Regions from separate parts of the Hordeum vulgare genome. Here region 2 is linked to region 1. Evidence: chromatin contacts called from public Hi-C data. All regions are on one chromosome and are shown on one strand. Each heading gives the region's core, a stretch centred on a gene start, on an enhancer-like site or on the middle of the called end of the contact. The rest is flanking DNA. Distances are from core to core; before and after follow the strand shown.

What was found. A called contact is a pair of places that touch in the nucleus more often than the background predicts.
Region 2: a contact with region 1 is called in a Hi-C map of seedling, with 4 times the contacts expected there. The contact joins the promoter of LOC123404094 here to the promoter of LOC123403962 in region 1. A contact is called at or near these places in 2 of 6 Hi-C or Micro-C datasets (leaf and seedling).

The regions. Positions count from the first base shown.
Region 1 is chr6H:477,384,403-477,391,522 of MorexV3_pseudomolecules_assembly, reverse strand. It overlaps LOC123403962 (60S ribosomal protein L31), which reads left to right and starts at 4,269. Exons shown (of 2, transcript XM_045097866.1): 1 at 4,269-4,440; 2 at 5,792-6,235. The coding sequence starts at 4,349. The coding sequence ends at 6,071. LOC123403961 (probable glucosamine 6-phosphate N-acetyltransferase 2) reads right to left here. Exons shown (of 3, transcript XR_006611600.1): 3 at 6,240-7,120.
Region 2 is chr6H:477,603,438-477,610,557 of MorexV3_pseudomolecules_assembly, reverse strand. It overlaps LOC123404094 (PRELI domain containing protein 3A), which reads right to left and starts at 4,425. Exons shown (of 1, transcript XM_045098020.1): 1 at 3,459-4,425. The coding sequence starts at 4,238. The coding sequence ends at 3,648. It overlaps LOC123404093 (putative F-box/LRR-repeat protein 22), which reads left to right. Exons shown (of 2, transcript XM_045098019.1): 2 at 568-1,536. The coding sequence ends at 1,438.

The DNA.
Region 1 (7,120 bases), core at 3,020-5,519:
TGCTGGCCAAAGAGAAAAACATTCTCGCCGGGAAACATCCAGGATACCCGCTTTACGCGGCTCATGTGCCGGGTGGGAAGATGTACGTCGATACTTGGCCCGTGAATCAGTTCCTCCTGTGATTTGACTACATCTACAACATGTTCCACATGACCAAGCTCGATTTCTAGTTCATCCGCATGTATGCGATGTATCTCAACTCCATCATCAATATGGAGAGCATCAAATATATCTGCGTTGCAGATCCACACTATATGCACGAGGACCTCTTAGGAGTTTGCAAAGAGCATCGTGACTATGCGATCAAGTACCTCGGCGATTTCATGATCGCTAATAAGGACAAGGAAGCGATTCTCCTGCTTATCATCCCTCGTAAGTCATCCGCGCATATCCTTTCGTACATGTTCCATTCCTTTGCAAGGATGGAGGCTAATTTGAGGTGTACTTAATTTGTGCAACGGGGGCGGTGCCGTCCTCATTGTTCTGTACCCGGAATACTCCCATGCTAACTACTTGGACTCGTCGAAGAACCTCAAGAAAAAGGATTACACACACGTAAAGAGTGTTCTCGACTCTGTCCTGTGGACCTTCAGCCTGGCTGATGGATATATCAAGGTGAAAAGACCAGGAATAAAGCATCGACTTTCAGCCATAAGGCCGACTTCTGCTGCATCCAGCAACCGAACAATAGTACGACTGATGGATTCTACCTCATGCATCACCTGATGGAGTTCAGAAGGGATAATCAACACCTTCGCATGTCAGCTACTACCGAAGATGCCGAGATTGTCAGCTGGGCCACAAGCATAGGAACGACACCGGATCATCGAATCCGAGTTGAGTTTTATCACGTACAGTGTGAACGAGCCCAAGTGATCATGAAGCAAGTCCTCGAACCAACGGGGATGTTCTACAATGGGGCAACCACGTGGGTTGATGTCCGAGCACTGCTAGTCGCTCAACGTCTGGACATGAACCCTTTCATGAAGCTCGGGTGCGTCCTCGCTGACTATGAAGATTGGGACGAGGACCTGAACGACTGATTGTCAATGACAATGTGATGTAACTAAACCGTGGTCCTGAACTAGCGTGCCTTATCACTACTATCTTTCTATGGCAAAACTTTGAAACTATGTGATGTAAGTAAAACGTGGTCCTGAACTAGCGTAGATCGTTCTAGTTAATTAGTTTGGGTATGAGGAACTTCGTCATTTATGTTTACTATTGGTCGCTTTTATTTTGCTAATCATGCCTGTTTGTTTTCTTAAGTACATTATGTTGCATATTATCGTTCAAATCAACAACTCACGATGCAGGTACCTAGATCAGAGATGGCGAAGCACTACTACGTCGTGTACGTTGAGAGGGTTCCAGGAGTCTATGACCACTGGCCAGCCGCTCAGGCATAGGTACCCGGGTGCTACCCACAGAGGGTTCGACACCAGAGCCGAAGCAGAAAGTAGTTACTTCAGGTCAACACTCCAGCATGAGCAGGGGCGGGACCGTCGGTACTACATAGTCGCGCTCTTCGTCATGCTGATCGCTCTTCTCTTGTACATCATGTTTTAGATAGAGATGATGAAACTTGTGGGAGTGCCATGGCCATGCAGTTGCACTTATTCAAGACATGACATGATCGCACTTATGTATCACTATTTTCGAGATTATGTGATGATATTTTGTGTTGAATGATGATGATGATGATGGTATGATGAGACTATTGTATGTCTATGATATTTGAGAATGGTGTATGTTTAATATGATGTGATGAAACTATTGTATAGAATCTGTATAAATACATCAGAAATACGTAGAGGGTATAAAGCTGTGAAAGCAACAAAATTTAGCAGTAGCGCTGGTAAATACTTACCAGTAGCGCTGCTTAGCAGCAACGCTTTCTAGGGGCAAACGCTGCTACTATAGTTAGCAGTAGCGCTGGGCAGGCAAGCGCTACTGCTAATACTACTTACCAGTAGCGCTGCCCATACCTGCGCTACTACTAGGATTTAGCTGTAGTGCGATAGCAGTAGAGCTCGACCCAACGCTACTGATACACATATTTCCAACACTACTGGTAGGGTTTTCCCTATTAGTGGAAACATATATTTATTTGAAGGTTTTAGACGTGTCACATGCAAATTTACTTAGAATAGCAGTGAAATACCATATATAGGTAGGTATGGTGGACTCTCATGAAAGAAACTTGGCTTAAGGATTTGAATGCACAAGTAGTATCTCTACTTAATACGAAGTTTTAGCTATCAAAAGGTTCTAAACAAGCACCACATTATGAAGGATACATAACAGTATAACTTCAATGCAAATATACCCAAACATACCCATTACGTTGTCTTCCTTGTCCAACTTCAACTATTTGATCAAGGTTCAAAATAATTATTGGGTATACGCAATCATAAAAGATGTCTAAGAAAATATATCTTTATGTGACAGTTCTCTTTCTTATACTCCTCATTCGTGAATTGCTTGTATGATCAATATCGTGATTGTCAAACTTCAATAGATTTTACTTTATAAATCAGATGTGAAACTACTAGTAAGTATAAAATAAATTGATAATTTCATATTTATTACATTTCATTAATTCACAATTTACTCTTCGGATATACGTGAAGCATAAGAGTAAACATAAAACTACTATCGAAAGATATAAGTGACGATCAATGAGTAGTTAAACAATTAAGTAGCTGTGTGAGGACTCTCTCTCAATAAAAAAATTCAGATCTTAGGTTTTTATTCAAACAACAAACAAAACAAAAATACACTCAAAGAATAGCATATATCATATGGACAAATAAAAAACTGGGTTCAACATAAGCTAACCGATATTTGCTTGATGAAGAGAGGTGGGATGCGTAGCATCTCGAAGCTTAGATGTTTGAGACTTCTTGAAATATTACCCGCAAATGGATGTTCCGATCCAAACATGTGGGGGAGGAATGGATGGGCCTATTGGTTTAGCTACAATTTACTTTCTCCGTTCCTAAATATAAGTCTTTTTAGATGTTTCACTAAAGGACTACATACAAATGTATATAGACATATTTTAGAGTATAGATTCATTCATTTTGCTATGTATATAGTCTTTTAGTGAAATCTCTAAAAAGACTTGTATTTAAGAACAGAGGGAGTATGTGTTATGTGGTTCTTAGCGCGCACAACTCATGCTTCAACTAATAAATCCTCCCTCTACTCGTTGACTCTAACTCATACTTGATTGCGACGGTATAAGACTCACTCATTGTATGCATTTTGTTACACATGGTTTTCTTAGACTTGTTGAATGCCATGCTAAATTCAAAATTCTCAAGCATCAATGGAAATATTGACCAATTGAATGAAGCAAGTTAGACCATTTGCCCCATACAAAAAATGCTCAAAAGGAAAATAATACTCCTTGGACGATTTGCTTCCTTTCAATGGCCAACCCTATCCTCCTAGATCTTTTTTGTTGTTGTTACCCACAAAAAAAAGAATCTTCTTTGTTAGGGATGATGAAATTTATCCAATATGTGTCAAAAACTGAAAATAAATTGATAATTCAGCCGTGCCCATTTTTGGCCATGACCTAAATCTTGGCTTGTGCTTAGATTTTCTTTTCCGATGTGACTATGGGGGTGTTTCTTTACATGGACTTTTTGCTGTAGGGACTAAAAAAAGTCCCTTTTAGTCACATGTGAAAGAAAAAACAGGAGGGACTTTTAGGGACTAAAATGGGGTATTTGATGCTAAAGGCAGAAGTCTCTATGGGAGGGTCTTTCTGAGACTTTTTTGACACTTTTTCCAACAGTGCCCATACTTCTAGTATGTCATTTAATAACTTATCCTATATTAGTAGGGGTAACATGGTCTTTTTGCATGACATTTAATGACCTTTAGTCCATGTTTAGGCAATGAAAAAAACGGATAGGAACTAGAGAATTTTTAGTTGGGACTAAAAGAAGTCATAGAACTTTTTAAGAAAACATGGCCTATGCTCCTTGGTCAACTTTAGTCCATTTCCCTAGCCAGAATTCGCCAAATTATATGGAGGCAAATCTGCAAAGTTTTTGGTGGAATTCGCTTGGGCCTAAAACCAAGCACACTCAGATTTCACGAAACTCACTTACAAAAAGGAAAAAAATAGAAAACATAAGAAAAGGACGAAGGGCCTACTTAAACGGGCCGTCACGAAACATCCCTGAGAGGCCCGGTCAGCCAGCAAGCCCTAATTTCGCCCGCTATAAAGCCGCCCCCCCTGCGACCTGCCCTTCCCACTAGGGTTTATCTCCTCTCGCCGCAGCCTCCATCGAAGCCGAGAGAGGAGCAGGGCGAAAGGAGGCCGTCGGAGATGTCGGAGAAGAAGCGCGCCCCCGGCCCTCGCAAGGACGAGGTGGTGACCCGCGAGTACACCGTCAACCTCCACAAGCGCCTCCACGGATGGTATAACCCTCCCTCCCTCCTCACCCACCCCCTCCATTCCCGAGCTCCGCGACCCCAGTAGATCCGCTAGTCAGATTCCACCTCAGCGCTCCACGGGGTGTCGCCATGGCGCCTGCAGGCTCGTCTGTTGGAGATGCTGGCGCGAAAGGTTGCTGCCCGCGAGCACTATGTGGGCTTGTGTATGGCTGTCACACCTCTATGGATGAAATCCTTCCAGCTAGATGAAAGTAGGGATCGCATGACCGAGCGGTATTCCGATCTCTTGGATGCTGCTCTTGTATCTGATCCCATATTTTTCACATGGATCTTCGATCTGAGCCACTTGATTAGGTGTTAATCGGGTATAGTCAGGTGTCTGCCTTTTAAATCATGTGGCTGAGCACAGTTACATGCCCGGGAGATTAGCTCCGCTCATCGTTACACGTATGGCTTTTCTCAGTGCTAATATGTGTTCCATTTGGGCTGTATATTTCGCCATGATATTGTCTATCATTTCTGCTTGATGATGAACAATGGTTGTTGTTTGTTATTCTTGTATTTGCCTTGCTCATCATTGTTAGTTACTTGGTTCGCCTAGTAAGTTGATTGATGCGTTGTGCCCGGACATAGTCAGGTATCTGTCTTGAAATTGTGGTTGATACAGTTACTTGTCCGGTACATTGATGTTGCTCATCGTTACATGTGTTGCCTTCATATGCTTTCACGTGTTCCATTTGGGCGCTACATTAAAAATTGATTTCGCAATCTATTTGTTCATGTCCGGTCATAGTCAGGTATCTGTCTTTAAAAATTGTGGTTGATACAGTTACATGCCCGGTAAATAAATGTTGTTGCTCATCGTTACATGTGTTGCCAACCAATGCTACCACATGTTCCATTTGGGCTGTACATTGAAACTATATTTTGTTAGTTGATCGTAGCGTGTCCTTTATGCCCGGTCATAGTCAGGTATCTGTCTATAATCTAGTGGTTGATACAGTTACATGCCCGGTAAATAGATGTTGCTCATCGTTACACTTGTTGCCTTATATGCTGTCATGTGTTCCATTTGGGCTTGACATTGAAACTATATTGTCATTTTATCTTAAGTCCATTATGGCCGGTCATAGTCAGGTATCTGTCTTTAAAACTTGTGGTTGATACAGTTACATGTCCGGTACATAGATGTTACTCATCGTTACACTTGCTGCCTTCATATGCTGTCATGTGTTCCATTTGGGCACTACATTGAGATGAACTCCACATTTGCTTTGTTTTGTGTTTGTGTTCTATATATTACATTTCTATGTTGCTTGAGCTGTAATGTTCATCTATCTTTCTCATGGTTTTCTAACTTCATTCTTGTGCACAGTACCTTCAAGAAGAAGGCACCAAATGCCATCAAGGAGATCAGGAAGTTTGCCCAGAAGGCCATGGGAACAAATGATGTCCGCATCGACGTTAAGCTCAACAAGCACATCTGGAGCAGCGGCATCAGGAGTGTCCCGAGGAGAGTCCGTGTCAGGATTGCCCGCAAGAGGAACGATGAGGAGGACGCTAAGGAGGAGCTGTACTCTCTGGTGACAGTTGCTGAAGTCCCCCAGGAAGGTCTTAAAGGTTTGGGTACCAAGGTTGTGGAGGATGAGGACTAAACCCTCTGTCTGTTGTTTCAATCAGTTAGAACTTAATACATATCTGCTGAGAGCATATTGGGAAGTCTTGCTTTAGCTTATTGTTATCTACTGTTCATGATGTTCCATGACTTCTTGATAGAAGATTTGAGACGTTGGATATTTTGTTCAAGTGCTTGAAGTTTTGACTTGCTGTTGACTTGCGTCATGTTAATGGGCGTTCTTCACATCCTTGTGATGCTCGATTGTTGTCTCTGTCAAGAATTCCTTGCTAGGAACTAAATAGCTTTTGTTTATTGGAGGATTCTTGATGTGGAAGAGGAACTCAAGAAGTGAAATTGAGAGACCTGTGCCTGTTTAATATCATAAAATTAATGGAACATGTTTAGGATTTGGCAATGTTATGATATTGGTGGGCTATAGCATTTTCTTCTCGGCTAGGAGCGGGTTGCAACAGATGAAGCTGCCCCCGGCTTTGTTCGATGTGTGCACAATTTGTTGAAAGTGAGGACTCAGCTTGGGACTTTGACACGCCGGACAGGGTTGAAGTGTCCTCTCGCCAGCTATCCTTAAATCAAGTGGCAAATGTTTAGAAACAAAACATGTCGTATACAATGCCCCTTTAGGCCCAGCCGAGCAGCAGTTTGGTGAAGACCCTGAATACTTTCTATGGAATAAAATCTGATGTCGGATGCGTAAGCTCAATGTGGATGAATCATATGTACATTGGCGATATGGATATTGTTATGCGATGCTGGCGATCTCTTCCCCTCTTTCATCACCGGGTACTACAAACACCATGCAAAAACAAACTTCTACTCCCTCCGACCCTCAAGTGGGTGTGTATATAGTGTAGATTCATTTTTTTTTCATATGTAGTCTTCTAATAAAATCTTTAAAAAGACATTTAGCAACGGAAGGAGTACAACCAAATGCCATCTCTTCTTCGGCAATCTAGGAACTGAGACAAACAATTTAACATCCAGGAACTGAGACAAACAATCTAACATCCAGCAAACTAACGCTTTCTTTCAAAATCAACGAAAGACAGGAAATGCTCATGTTTGGAT
Region 2 (7,120 bases), core at 3,176-5,675, 220 kb before region 1:
GAGAAGATCCAACGGTCAGCAACACTAGGATTTCCCACGTCTCTACCGTTGGATCGACGACTTCATCCAGCGTTGTTATTTAAAGTTAATTGTACACTATGTAGTACTCCCTCCGTAAAGAAATATAAGAGTGTTTAGATCACTGTTTCAGTGATCTATAAACGCTCTTATATTTATTTATGGAGGGAGTAGTATACATATAGATGCATTGCCTGATGTCTATACATTAAGTTTTTTCTCACCACCAAATAGGAGAAGGAACAAAAAAACCTTGAACTGTGCTTACACAACATCTTGACATTGTGTAATGACAAAATCGTTTCTCTGTTTTTATGGATTTAAATCATGTGTGTCTTAGAGGGTTAGAATTCCCATAAATTAGGGGCTTGTAGTACTCCGTAAGAACGAACTTTAAACAAATGAAATTCTGAAACAGTGATGACATGTTCTCTTTTATCGTCTGAACGTTTAGCTTCTTCATTTCGTGAATAACCAAAAGGAGAGATTTTAAACAGGTAGAAAACACACATGTTTCAAGCCACTAAGATTCACGTGTTACCCTTGCAGGGCACCTTTACTGAAGAGCCTTCATCTTACCAAGTCCTGCAATGTAACCAGCAAAGGATTGGCAGAGGCAATAAAGAAGTTCCCTCTGTTGGAGGAGTTCGAGCTTTGTGAATGCGAGAGATATGACACCTGGGTCTTCGAGATTCTTGCCGCCGCTTGTCCACGGCTGAAGCACTTCAAACATGTCAACGATAGAGGATATTCGTGGTATAATTGGGAACGGGACCTATACCCCGTCGACAACCGTGAAGCCTTGGCAATCGCAGGGATGCATGAGCTACGGTCCCTGAAGCTTTATCACAGCGGCCTCGACAACCAAGGGTTGACAGCCATCCTTGGCGGCTGCCCTCACTTGGAGTCCCTTGACATACGCTATTGCAGCATCACCATGGACAGCAGCATGCGAGCAAAGTGTGCCCGTGTCAAGACCAAGAAGGTGTTTCCATATGCACCAACTGATGACTGGGTGCGTTCTCCATCTGGCGTCCGTGATGACTTCGTCGATGATTCTTCCAAGTATTTCGAGCCTGGCAGCCCTGTTAGTAGATGCCATTCTCCACGGGATTCGATGATTCTTCCAAGTATTTCGAGCCTGGCAGCCCTGTTAGTAGATGCCATTCTCCACGGGATAGTTATTGGTGGTGTCGCAGCAATGGCGAAGAGCCCGACTGTCGGTTTTTCAATGTGGAGCCTTGTGACTCCGATGACTCTGACCATTCTCTCTTGTTTAGCGATGCCGAGGAGGCCGAGTTTGAGTACTGGAGGATCTGAAGGACTGGTGTACACAACATTTGGATGTTCTGATGGAAGTGCCCCAGCCAGGCCAGGCCATCTGTTGCACTGTCTGATATCTGGCGCTTCCTTGCTCTGATTTTGGCGGTGAATCTGGTTGTGGTTCACCTCTCTGATTTGGAATTGCCCAGAATGTATAGAGAGATCAGAGAAATAAAAGAGGTCAGCGATGGTTCATTTGAATTTGCATGAAAAAATTAGACAGGCAAGAAAAACACAATCCACTTGTCCAACTTTCCCTTCTGGAATAAGAGTTTTTCACCCACTGTGATTAATTTCGGCTGCATTTCGGTAGATGTACATGTTATGCTTTGTTTGATTTCATGGATCAAATTTGTATACCTTACTAATAGTTCAGGTAAATAACCATGAAAACTGTCACATACATACATGTCTCTGTCAGGTTGGTTCTGGAGGCGTAACTCTTCTTTCACAGATTATAAAGTTTCACAGATTATAAAGGAATGGCTCAACGGAACGAAGCTATATCCAAACCGTATACCCAGCTCAGCCTGAATCAGAAATCGAACAGATATGCAGCTGCACTTCTCCTCAGCGACAGCAACATATTAAATTCACAAATTTTGAAACACGGTGAGGAAACATGATGGTCTGTCTTAGCAAAACTGGAGCACAATAAAACCAAGGAGAACTATTACCATTTAGACAGCCAAGCAACACTCTGAATTTACGCCAGCGAGGATATATGTCACCAGCAGTAAAGCACATCAGATTTACTAAAATATGAGGCTGCTGTCGGTAAACCCAGTGGCATGCAATAATCACCGGGTTGTACAATGTTTCCATCCCACAATAATGAACAATCTCAGCAACTGTTGAACATCGCAGTTCATAATTCAGATCAACCGTTCTTATGTGCAAATGTAGTATGCACAGATAAATGTTGAAGCAAAATCAAGCAAAGAAAGCTAAATACGAGATTTAAGAACCAAGCAACAAAATTCATAGGCACAACAAAAATCTAGTAGATTGGCTCAATGCACAATTTCCTGCCGACAAAAATGCATACCGAGCATTCCTGGTTCGAGTGTTTTCTGAGCTAAGTGGTTGCCCATGCCCTACCATGAGATTATGCTTTGCAAGATGCTGAATTAAATCATCTGAAGTATCATTGAAACCGATTAAGTGAAACTAACAATTGATCATCACAAGAAAGTAGAAGCTGCATATGAATATAAGAGAGCTAAATTTAATCCTTAATATTGGTGAGATCCAAACATTTCACAACACATTATATTTTCACTCCTCCCACAAAACTATGCAACAAAGTTCAAGTCACTCTAATGCCCCAATTATAAACATTCAGCATCTTGGCAGAATATAGTGATTTGTTCAGGGATAAAGAAACACAGCATAATAATAATACAACAGCACAAAGACCATTCTCACAGAAGCAGACTCAATTTTTTGTTCAACGCAAACTGCATTTAAAATTACTCCAAGCTGTCTTAATTCTTACTTGGAGGACTCAAGGAGTTCGACTAAACTAATTCAACATAACTACTTAGTGCTTATCCACCATGAAAACAGACATGAAATATGTCGATATACTGGGCCAATAACAGAAGAACAATCCATGTCATAACAAGAATCAACCACTGTCATAATCTTTTTAGGCATCCAAAGGAGCTGCAGGCGTACTTGCCCTGTAATTTGCCTCCTGGGAGGATTGTACCAAACTCTCTCTTTTCAATGCAATGAAACGCGTTTTCTCAACCCAAAAAAAAAAAAAAAAAAAAAAGAGGAGCTGCAGGCTTATTTGCTGTTAGGGACATGATTCAGACAATCATGAATTCCACACTAGCATATCTAGCTTAGTCAATAATCAGCTAAACAGACACATCTATGTTAAATCACATAGTTGCCCATCTTCCATATTCAATAACCAACATGTCATAGAATGGAATAGCCCCTTCACAGGAGGCCATCAATCCATCACAACAGCTGGGTTAACATTTAATCCAATTTTTCAAATTAACGCAATAAGATGCAGGTGCTTCAGAGTTGCAGATCAGAATGTAGCTCAACAAGAATATGCGCAAAAGAGAGTTAAAAATTCTCCACTTACAACACAGCAATGAAGTCTATGCTCACAAGCTTTATTCCGTTCAGGATTCAGCTCATATACAAAACAAAATTAAATTAAAAAAACAAAAGGAGGCCTCGACGCGAGGCCTGGGTCTGCACCCGCAGCACAGATCGAGCGAAACCTTGGATTCGATCAGATCCAGAACGGCCAAGAGAGAGGGAGCGCAAACCAGTGCGGATCAGACGGCGGAAGGCGCGGCGCCGGCCGCCTCGGCCTCGAGGTAGCGGCAGATCCGCTCGACGACCTCCCTCCCCTTGGCGCTGTTCTGCAGGAACCTCTCGGCGCAGCGGGTCTCGACCTTCTCGGCGACGGCGGCGAGCTTGGCGAGCGGGCGGCAGCGGATAGTGGTCTCCTGCCTGAACTGCGTCCAGTCGTCGGGGCGGTCCGGGTGGGGGCGGAAGGTGGATCGCTCCTCCACCTCGATGATGCCGCGGAGACTGACGTTGCGGACGACGATGTCCATGGCGCGGCGCGGGGCGTCGACGACGGAGGTCTCGACGCAGTGGCAGATGGCGGCGCCCGAGGGGGAGGCGGCGGCGGCCGGGAGGAGACGGCGCAGGATGAAGGGGAGCGGCGGGGAGCGGACGGTGATGGAGCGCGCGGCGTGGAGGCGGCCGGCGTCCGTGTCGACGCGGCGCTGCAGGGTGTGCACGTCGGCGACGTGGGAGAGCGCCGTGCGGGAGGCCGGGTCCGTGAACTTGCGCCACGCCGCCGCCGTCACGCGGTCCCACGGGTGCCGGTAGACGTGCTCCTGGGTGTAGACCACCATGGCCGGGGGGTCGGGGTGGGTGCCTGGCTCGCGGGGTTTTGGATTTCGCTCCTCGATTCGATTCGGTTCGATTTCTTACTTGCGGCGAGGGGGGGTGGGAAAGGAAGGCGGAAGCTGGATTGGAGAGGAAGGAAGGCGGACCCGGAACCGGAACTGGGAGCGGTGCGGTGGTCCGTCCCGCGTGTCACTTGCGTGCTCTCTCGTCCTGGCATGTGTCGTCGTAAGCGGCTAGTTTGAAGTCCGCTTTCTTGAACACAATACGCCCATGGAATATTCACGCCCTCCGAACGTCCCCATCCATTTTGTTTGTACGTGTGTTCGTTGAAGTTAAAACAGACATAAAAATAGATCCAGCGCGTCGATCTAAATAGATACGTGTTAGCTTTTCGTTCGCGTGTCAATCTATTTTTTTTTAAATTTAAGCCTCGTTTGCGTCGGCGTGCACACGAGACGGACGCGCGCGACGCTCGGCTACTCCTACCCTGGCCCACTGGTTAGTGGTACATTACCCATTCTTTTTCTCCCCATCGACACCAAGCCCCTTCACCCCCTGTCATTGCTCCCTCGTCGCCGCTGCCTAGTGCGGGTGCCCTTGCCAGCAGCTCCACGCCCACATACCGTCCCCTCATCAGGCCACCTTCCCACCTCCTCGCCGGGCCACGGGAGCTACTTCTGTGTCGTTGTCGCGAGTACCACCTCGGCACCGTGCCCTCGGTCAGCTCCTTCGACAACGCCGCGATGCCTGGTTCTGTAGGCCCGTGATTGTAGTGTTTGGCCCTGAGTACTTGAGAGAGCCAAATGTTGCGGATATTGCCGAGCTGTTGGAGATGGATGCGAGTTGGGGCTTCACGGGGATGCTTGATAGCATAGATTGTATGCACTGACAGTGAAAGAGTTGCCCTTCTGCTTGGCAGGGGCAATACGACATCTGACACTCTTTCTTCGACATGGTCGGATCTCACAATGATATCAACATGCCTCAACGATCTCTGATGTTTGGAAGACTTGCGGAAGGCAACAGTCTGAAGGTTAGTGTTGAGATCAATGGCCACATGTACGAAAATGAAAACTACCTAGCTGATGTTATCTATCATCAGTGGACTACTCTATTGAAGACAAACTTGTAATGCCCCAAGAGTGTATCTTTCCCTTTTTGGAACCTTCTCTATGTGGGTCCAACTTGTCATTGATATGAGAGCTATCCTATGCATATGATTTCATGTGATGTCACCTTGTTTATTCTTTCTTTGCATGCATGCATTCCATATCATTCCATGTGTTATGTTTGATGCCTTGTGATCTTATGTGTTGGCGTGATCCATGTGATGTGGTGATGTGATGTGTTAGCTTGTGTGGAGTGTGCATGCGATAGTAGGAAGCCATGTTGGTTTGCACTAGGGTTTTAGAAAACTCCCCCCCCCCTCTCTAATTCATCTCAAGGTCAAGTTTCACTTGATCCTTTCCTGTTTTTAAAATGGCCTTGATTTATTATATTTTGTGGGATTTGTGAGCAAGTGAAGGTGCTGTTTTGATCCAAGTTTTAAAGGTGCAAAATATTCACAAAACAACCCAACATATTATGTTTTGTAAATATTGAGAGGCTCCTAAAATTCCTTTTCTATTTTTATTAAATAGGTTATATTTTATTATATTAGCCTGTGTTTTATTTGCCTTCTCAGGTTATTTGAAATTGGATAAAACTCCAGGAGTTTTATTCCTCTATCTGGCGCTACTAGTGGGCTCCCTCCCACTAGCAGGCCCACTCCTCCTCTCCACAGCGTGGCAGCCCACCTGCGCGTCCCTCTTTCTCCTTCCTGACGCCGTTCCTCCCAGGTGCACGCTTTCCGTCACACAACCGAGAGAGAGTGAGTGCCGTGAGGGCTCACGGGCGTCGAGGCCCCCCCATATAGCCTCGGTGTGCGTGCCCCTTCCCTAGGGTTCCTCCTTTCCCCTCCTTGCGCCGTCACTCTCCCCATCTCTTCTTCCTCCCCCAAGGTAAGTTCGGTAGCCGATCTAGCAGAGAGAGAAGAAGAGCCCCGCCGTCGTCTACCCTGCATCCGTCGTCTCCGGCGCCGGCCGCCATGTCCAGCGGCTCGGGGCTGCACCCCGCGCTCCATTCCCGTCCTCGGTGAGGCCGGGGAGCGACCTCACCGATGGGCAGATCCTCGTCTACGGTGTGCACCTGTCGGTCTACTTCCCCTGCTTCAGTCTGCAGCAGACGCCTTCTTCTGTTCATCTATATCTACTCGAGGCGCTCCTTCTTCCCGATCGGTTCCCTTCTTCTTCCCTAGGTGAGCTAGCTCTTCTCTCCCTTCCCCCTCGAGTAGATCGGCCTAGAGATCGTCGGCACACACCTCTATCCCGAGAGGAGTTCTTGCATGTGTTGCTATGTGTTCTGTGTAGCGTGTGTGCTCGGTTAGATGCAGTAGCGTAGTGGTTTCCTCGCAGCAGTAGCGTAGTAGATCTTCCCCCTTCCCTGCGGGTGTGGCAGTAGCGTCAGTAGAGAGAGCTTGCTCCGGTGAGAGTCCCTGCCGCCGGCGTCTCTCTGTGCTCAGAGCAGAGCAGGGAGGCCTGGTAGTATACCTAGTATACCCCCTCTGTTCAGTCGAGTCCCCGTATCGTATCCCAGTGGTTGCAGTGCATGGTGTTGTGTGTGTTGGCCTAGGGCGTGGGTTCGAGTCCGAGCTTGCCCCCTTTTAATACATGTTTTTCGGCACAATTGCAGTAGCTGCAGTAGCACCATATCCCACCTGGCTTCCCTTCGCTGTCAAGTGTAGATGCAGTAGCAGAGTGGCGAATAGGTTGTTGGAGATACAAGGGGTCTGGGGTTCGACTCCTCCCCTGTCCTTTATTTTTTTTGTATTTATTTACTTTTTTTGCTT